2 separate regions of the Gossypium hirsutum genome follow, and region 2 is linked to region 1. Evidence: chromatin contacts called from public Hi-C data. All regions are on one chromosome and are shown on one strand. The core of a region is the stretch at or near the end of the contact, and the rest is flanking DNA. Distances in the headings are between cores, read along the strand shown. Region 1 holds the start of LOC107945755 (esterase OVCA2). Region 2 holds the start of LOC107945482 (classical arabinogalactan protein 7).

What was found. Hi-C and Micro-C count contacts between places; a contact is called where the count stands out from the background.
Region 2: a Hi-C map of leaf shows a contact between it and region 1, with 2.1 times the contacts expected there. The contact joins the promoter of LOC107945482 here to the promoter of LOC107945755 in region 1. A contact is called at or near these places in 2 of 34 Hi-C or Micro-C datasets (both in leaf).

Annotation. Positions count from the first base shown.
Region 1 is chrD12:24,180,505-24,184,059 of Gossypium_hirsutum_v2.1, forward strand. It overlaps LOC107945755 (esterase OVCA2), which reads right to left and starts at 1,932. Exons shown (of 5, transcript XM_016879870.2): 1 at 1,513-1,932; 2 at 1,314-1,412; 3 at 1,018-1,204; 4 at 756-857; 5 at 480-664. The coding sequence starts at 1,728. The coding sequence ends at 567.
Region 2 is chrD12:24,356,511-24,360,065 of Gossypium_hirsutum_v2.1, forward strand. LOC107945482 (classical arabinogalactan protein 7) reads left to right here and starts at 1,794. Exons shown (of 1, transcript XM_016879505.2): 1 at 1,794-2,806. The coding sequence starts at 2,120. The coding sequence ends at 2,530.

The DNA.
Region 1 (3,555 bases), core at 682-3,181:
ACTCATGACACCAATTTAATCATGATTTAAATAACAAGTATAAATATCCTGACGCATTTTGGAGACTCTGTTTGTATCATAAATTTTTAAAATTAATTATATGAATAATTAGACTATACCAATTAGGCTCTATTAGTCTTTAATTTAATATGTTCCAATTTCTTTATGAATCATTTACCTGAACATACTTCAGGTATCTAGTTCAGTCCAAATTGAAAGCCCCAAACCAGAGTTGGGTTACGTTAAATTAAAAATATATATGTATTTGTTCAAAAGTAATATTTTTTTAAATATATTAAAAATAAGTTGAAATTCGAACCTATTTTTCCATTTTTCACCAATTTTCTAAACTTCGATTTTATAACTATATAGCGGACGGTTATATGCATTGGAAAAAAATAGAAAAGGGAAATAAAAGTTTGAGATAATACTTCCATCATTCAGAATTTCGACTCTTTTAACTACTCACGTGACATTGATTCATCATGAACATGCATGGTAGTTTCATTTAATTAATAACTAGCATTAATATCACATCCCAAATCGTCTTATTTGAAATAGACTAGTTAGGTTTCCGCATTTAAGTAGATCTGTTCATCAGCTGTTGCCATTGTCTTCTGAATCCTCTCAATGAACCCAAGCATCACCTCAGTACTTTTCTCATCTGGGAATAATTGGAAAATTGAAAAAGAACAAAAGGTTAGAACTATTAACAGCAATTCTGGAAAAAAAATATTAATTTTCTTTGCAAGCACCAAGTTCTGGAATTGTATGGCCTTTGGGATGATTAATCACAAAAGGATCCACAAAATATTCCAGCAGAGAAATTGATTCTTGTTTCATGAAGTCCGTTTCTCCTGCAAATTAAAGTTGAATCCATGTTTTAGTCCAGTCTTTTTGCATTGCCTGAAGATTGCTTCTACCGAAATATGAACGAAATTTAATCCAGAACATTGGTTTATATTTGCTGTGTTTCAGCTATAATTAAATAGACTGCTATTTAAAGCTTTAAAATACCTATGATATGGAGAGAAGGGCATTCAAGAGGTGAAGAATATGCATTGGAAGTGAGCTTATGATGTACGAACTTTGGCCCTCCAAACTTGGCTCCTGATATTATTATCAGAAACTTGATTCTTGGAACCCTGGTAAGGGCTAATCCATCTCTCTGCATTCCAGGCAATGCAGCAGATAAAAGTGCTCCCTGAGATTCATCAGGTAAAAGGGAGATTAAAAAACCTATTCAGATCAATTTTGAGCACAAGAATTGAACATTTTAAGATGTTTCGTAAGATGATTCAAACAAACCCCACCTGGGAGAAGCCCAGAAAACCATCAAATGGACCACTCTTCATCATATTATCTTCAATAAACGCAAGGCATTCTTCAAAATTTGTGTACTCAGTGAAATCCTTGTTACAAGTAGAATAAAGAAAAGATTCAGTTACAGGCTTTGATGGAGTAAAAAGAAATGAACTTGAACTGTAAATATTTTGGAAAAATCTAGTATACCTCTGTAGCTTGGAACCATTCATAGTAAGGAGGATCAAAAAAGCGTTCAACACCGGACTTCCCTTGGGCAGGATATGGGGCATCAAGGAAAATGAGGTCCAGCTTATCAAGCACAGCTGCAGGCCATCGAAGGACCTGTCTCTTGAAAATTTCAGCGCTTGTTCTGAATCCATGGAGGCACAGAATTCTGGGTTTTCTCGGGATTTGGCTTTCCATTTTCCTGAAATTTCCTGTTGGAGAAAGCTGAGGGGGTAGCCTTGGAATGGTTCGTGGAGCTCAAAATGCTCTGATTATTCAAGCCGAGGTGGGCCTGGAAGCTTGGGCAATTAATAATTGATGGTCGAACATTACTGTACTGCTAAGAAAGGAAACTTTTGTCACGAGGGCTTTAAGGTACTCATATTTCTTGCGCCCTAATTGTTACTAAGCTATCCATTTTTTTTTTCTCTTAGAAAAGTGATTGGATTTATTATGCATGTGAATCACACTTTAAATTTTAAAAATAATAAAATTGAAACATGAGGGCAATTTACTCAAAAAGCCTTTTTTTTAATTATCGAAATGGGCCCGGTATTTAATTATTTATCAGAATGGGCCATTTTCCGGCAAATCGCGTCCACGTCAGCGCGATGTCCGGGGACGCACCAACAAGTCGCGGCCACGTCAGCAAGCTTTGCTGACGTGGCCGCGACTTGCTCCGCGCGTGAACAGTGCAACGGTCAAAAATTTGACCATTGCCCCCCCAACGGTCCAAAAAAAAAACTATAAATACCCCCCACCCCCTTTTTTTTCACAAACTAATCCTCTCTCAAATTTCATCTCAATTTCCTCTCAAATTCCTTCCAAATTTCTCTCAAATCTATATTTAATCTCAATTTGCTCTCAAGTTCCTCTTAAATTTCTCCTAACTCCCTTTTTTTAAATAGTTTAAATTTTTTTTTAAATTTTTTAAACTGTAAAAATTTGTACGATTTCAGCAATGGCCGGAGAATTGACTCGTCTTGATAAGCATCACATATCGGTGGAACAAATGAAAATGGTAAGTGTTAAATTTAGTTTTTAAATATTATTTAAGACTTTTTTGTTTATGCATTTTTAGATAATTATTAATTTATTATTTGTTATAAAATCCTGTAGATCGGGTATTAGAATGCAATATCCACAATATGCATGGTTTTCCATCACCGTTGGTAGAGAACTACCTGCAGGAAGCGGGTTTTTGGCACGTGGCGACGGTAGGCCGGGGATGCAAGGTGGACTCGAAAATAATCAGTGCGTTGATCGAGAGGTGGAGACCCGAGACGCACAATTCCATCTTCCATGTGGAGAGTGCACTATCACTCTAGAAGATGTCAGTCTGCAATTGGGATTACCGGTGGACGGGTATCCAGTCACCTGGTCTGCCTAATCTAGCGATTGGGGGGCGGTGTGCCACGAGCTTTTGGGCACTATTCCGGAGAAAATAGAGGGAGGTAAGATCGAGATGGGCTAGTTACGTGACACATTCTCTGATCGGATGAAGATTCAACCAAAATTGAAAGAATCCGATATGCTCGGGCATACATTCTTCAATTAATTGGAGGTTATTTGATGCCTGACACGTTACGGAGCCGCGTACATCTAAGATGGCTGCTGAAACTCGTTGATTTTAGAGCAGCCGGTGAATTGAGTTGGGAGTCTGCCGTCTTGGCAACGTTATATCGGGAGATGTGCGGGGCGACGCGACCGAGGAGAGCAAAAATCGGAGGTTGCCTGTCACTACTGCAGCCATGGGCACGGTTTTGCTTTCCATTTCTACGTCCTTGAGTGGACCACCCATATACATTCCCACTCATAACAAGGTAAATTTTATATTAGATTTTACAATTATTATGTAGATTTTTAAAAATAAAAGTATGCTAAAAATTTATTTAATTAGGTGGAACCATCCAGCAAGTCATGCTCGATTACCTACCTCTCTTGAAGTTATACGGCTTCTATTAGACCAACGGTGGGAAGCACAAGTAAGTATTAAATAAAATAGATATTTCCATACATTCGCTA
Region 2 (3,555 bases), core at 544-3,043, 180 kb after region 1:
GACAGCCAGCCAAACACACTTGTCGTCCAAGCAACGGAAATAACAGTCTTTTCAAACACCAATCCCTCATTTTTATCAAATTCCTACACTGTCTTAAAGCACGACATCAAGACAAAGCACATTTTCGCACACAAATTAGAACATGTTAGTTGTTTTCCATTTGCAACGGTTATAATTATTTTATATAATTTTTTTAATCTTTCTCTCTCACCAATTATCTCCACCAAAACTGCTGCTTCCTAGCTAATTTCATTCCAATTTTTTATTGTTTCATACTTATATAATAGAATGATTTTCTCTACTAAATTATAAAAATTATTTATTTCCGACTATAAAATCCGACAACTAACAATAGAATTATCTAAATGCATAGAAACTAGGTGCCACGGTGATTTTGACATTTGTACTGAAAACATAGGATTAGACATGGTGAGGTGGATAAAATAGATTAAATTATATCCCATTCAGATTTGAAAATTTTAAAATGATAAATATATTTATAAAAATTAATATAGAAACAAATCAAATTTTAGTTGAGATAATAAAATTAAAATAAAAAATATCATGATATTTTAAATTCAAATTTTATTAAATGATGGAAACACCATCATATTATTAATGTTATTTTAGGTTACTATAATAGTAATGTTTGTTATAAAAGAATAAGTTTCGATATTTTTAATTGAATTAGATTTTAATTGATGGGTGGCATTAACTCAAATAAAAAATAAAATTATATAATAAGTATATTTATAAAAAATTATATAAAAACATATAATGTTGTAATTAAAAGTTAAAGTAAAGATGTTGAAAACATAATGCCTCAACTTCAAATCTTATTATGTGTATATAAAATTTTTATATAAAATATACTAAAAAAGCAATGACATCCTAAATATAATATAATTTATTTTGTAAAATAATTATATTTTATTCATTATCTAACTGTGTTAAAGCTTAATTAACTAGTGATACTTCAAAGTAAATTTTAAAATTTTGATTTTATCCTTTTAACTAAAACTTTATTTAATTTTTATCTATATTACTAATCAGCATATTTATTACGTAATTCGTAATCCAGTAAGTATAGATGAATTCGAGCCCAAGAAAAATGAATCGTTTCAAGAATGTTCAAATTAAAAAGTTTGAAAGCGTATACGGTGTATTAAAAAAGTGTTTTAACTTTTAGAGGTAATATTAAAATATAATAAAGACCCACCCAGGTAGTGCCACGTGTACAAATGAAGTTCTTTGGATCTTGACTTTTTCGCATTCATAAGCAGACCGAAAAAATATTCAAAGGAGGGTATAAAAGTAATAATTCGACCATTATTTTAGGGAAGTTGTTGAAAGTTTAACGCGGAGGACAGACCGTGAAGGAAAGAAACGACCAAAATTGGTTTTCTCAAAGTATTTGTCAAACCCCCCAAACATTGGTAAGAATGTGACATTTTACCGACCTTGAGCAACCAATCCATATACGATAATAGGGTAAAACTTCATATTGTATTTTGTATTGCTATTTAAGTGATATTATTGTAAATCAATTGTTAACTTTGACATGGATTCCACTAATTATTACATACAAACACTGATTGAAAATTAATATAAATATGTTTTAATTTATTAATTAAGATTTTTATTACCCTAATCGTTGCGCTAAAAACAAAAAAAATTGACTCAAATGTGCTACAAAGACAAAATCGATGTCCAAATCATAGCCCTTATGGTTGGTAATAGTTTTTGTACACTGTTGTTAAAGAAACTTCAAAGAAAAGCAGAGGAAACAATGGGAACCCAACAACACATTGCTTAGCTGCTAGCTCATGATGTGCTTCCATGTATGAATGTAAATTCCATATAAATGTGTTGCATTTTGCATAACTTGATATAATCAAATCCAAAAGAATATTTTTACATTAGTGATTTGATTTGATTAATTCCTTCTTTTTCTCTCCTATCTGTCTGTCATCTTTCCACTTTCTGCTTCCCTTTTTTATATATATAGTCCCTTCCTCTCTTTTAGTTCCCTCACTCCCAAAATCTCTCAATCTCGACAATTTCTTTCTCATTTCAAAGCTGTTGAGTTTCTTTTTCTTTTTTTTTTTCTTTTGGGAAGATGAGTTCTACAATGTTCAAGGTTTTAATGATCTTGGGTCTTTTGGCCACCTCTTGCATGGCTCAAGCTCCAACTTCTCCCCCAACAGCTTCACCTTCAGCTCCTCCAACCTCCTCACCACCGCCGGCGGCGACTCCAACACCTTCCCCAACACCGTCACAAACGCCATCCCCAGCTCCTTCAACTGTTCCTACCCCATCACCCACCACTTCCCCATCGCCTTCACCAACAACTTCTTCACCTTCTCCTTCAATCTCCTCCTCTCCTGCTCTCACCCCAGAAGGCGCATCTACTCCAGCCTCCGAGCCGACAGCTGACCAAGGTCCTCCTCCCTCCGCTGCCTCCACCAACGGTGTCTTCTTTGGTGCAACCGCTCTCGCTGCTACTTTCTTCGCCGCCCTCCTGGCTTAAGAAAGCGAGTTCTTGCTTTCCTGGGCTATTCACGGGCTTTTGGATCACGATTCTCGATGATCTTGTTCATTTGACTTAGGGATTTTTTTTCACTTGTTTTTGTTTTAATTTATTTGTTATGCATTGTCGTTTATTATAATTCTATTAATTTGGGTCTGAATGGGTTCATTATTTCAATGGTTGATACGTAGTATCATTTCTGAGATCGACGGTTGTAGAGATTGGGCTGGTGTACATCTATAACAGTGGAATAAAACAGTTTGTTATTCTTTTTTACATTTTTTTGTTCATTATTTTATCTGTACTTTTTTACAATATAATATAAATTCTAAAAATGTGTAATTTTCAACAATTAGTCTAAACGAGACAATGAAATGTGAAACAAAATAGAAAAAAATGAGTTTTCTTTTTAATTAAACAAAGCTAAAAATAATGGAGAGATATCAAGCCATAGAAGGCCGAGAGAAACGGCAACAACCAACCTAATGAAAAAGGCCACAAATGGTGCACCGGTAAAAAGTCAATAGACAATCAACCAAAAACGACTATAGACGATCTAAGAAAAGAGGCTAAAGATGACTAGGGACAACTTTAAAGTTTTAACCCCCAAAATGAAGTTTGGTTTTTTCTCATAAATTGGTGTGAGGTTTTGGTAAATTATACCTAAATTATTAATTTAGTTAGGTAAAAAGAAAGGGGACGAATCCATTTACATCAGCACAAAATTAAAATTATTTTATATCTTTTAATATATTTTTTGTAATATTTTAACATTTTAAACATTATACATCAAACATTTCAAATCTGATCTAAATTAAAATTTTTTAACTATTTGTTTTATATAAAAAATTAATCATTTAATAGAGATATTGGATTGGTTTGAAAATTTATGTGCATGATAAGTACAATTATATTGATAAATTTAACAGTTAGATCATTAAAATATTAATCATATAAAAATATGTGAAAGGCTATAAAACAATTTTAGTTTTACATTTGTAAAGGCTATAAAACAATTTTAGTTT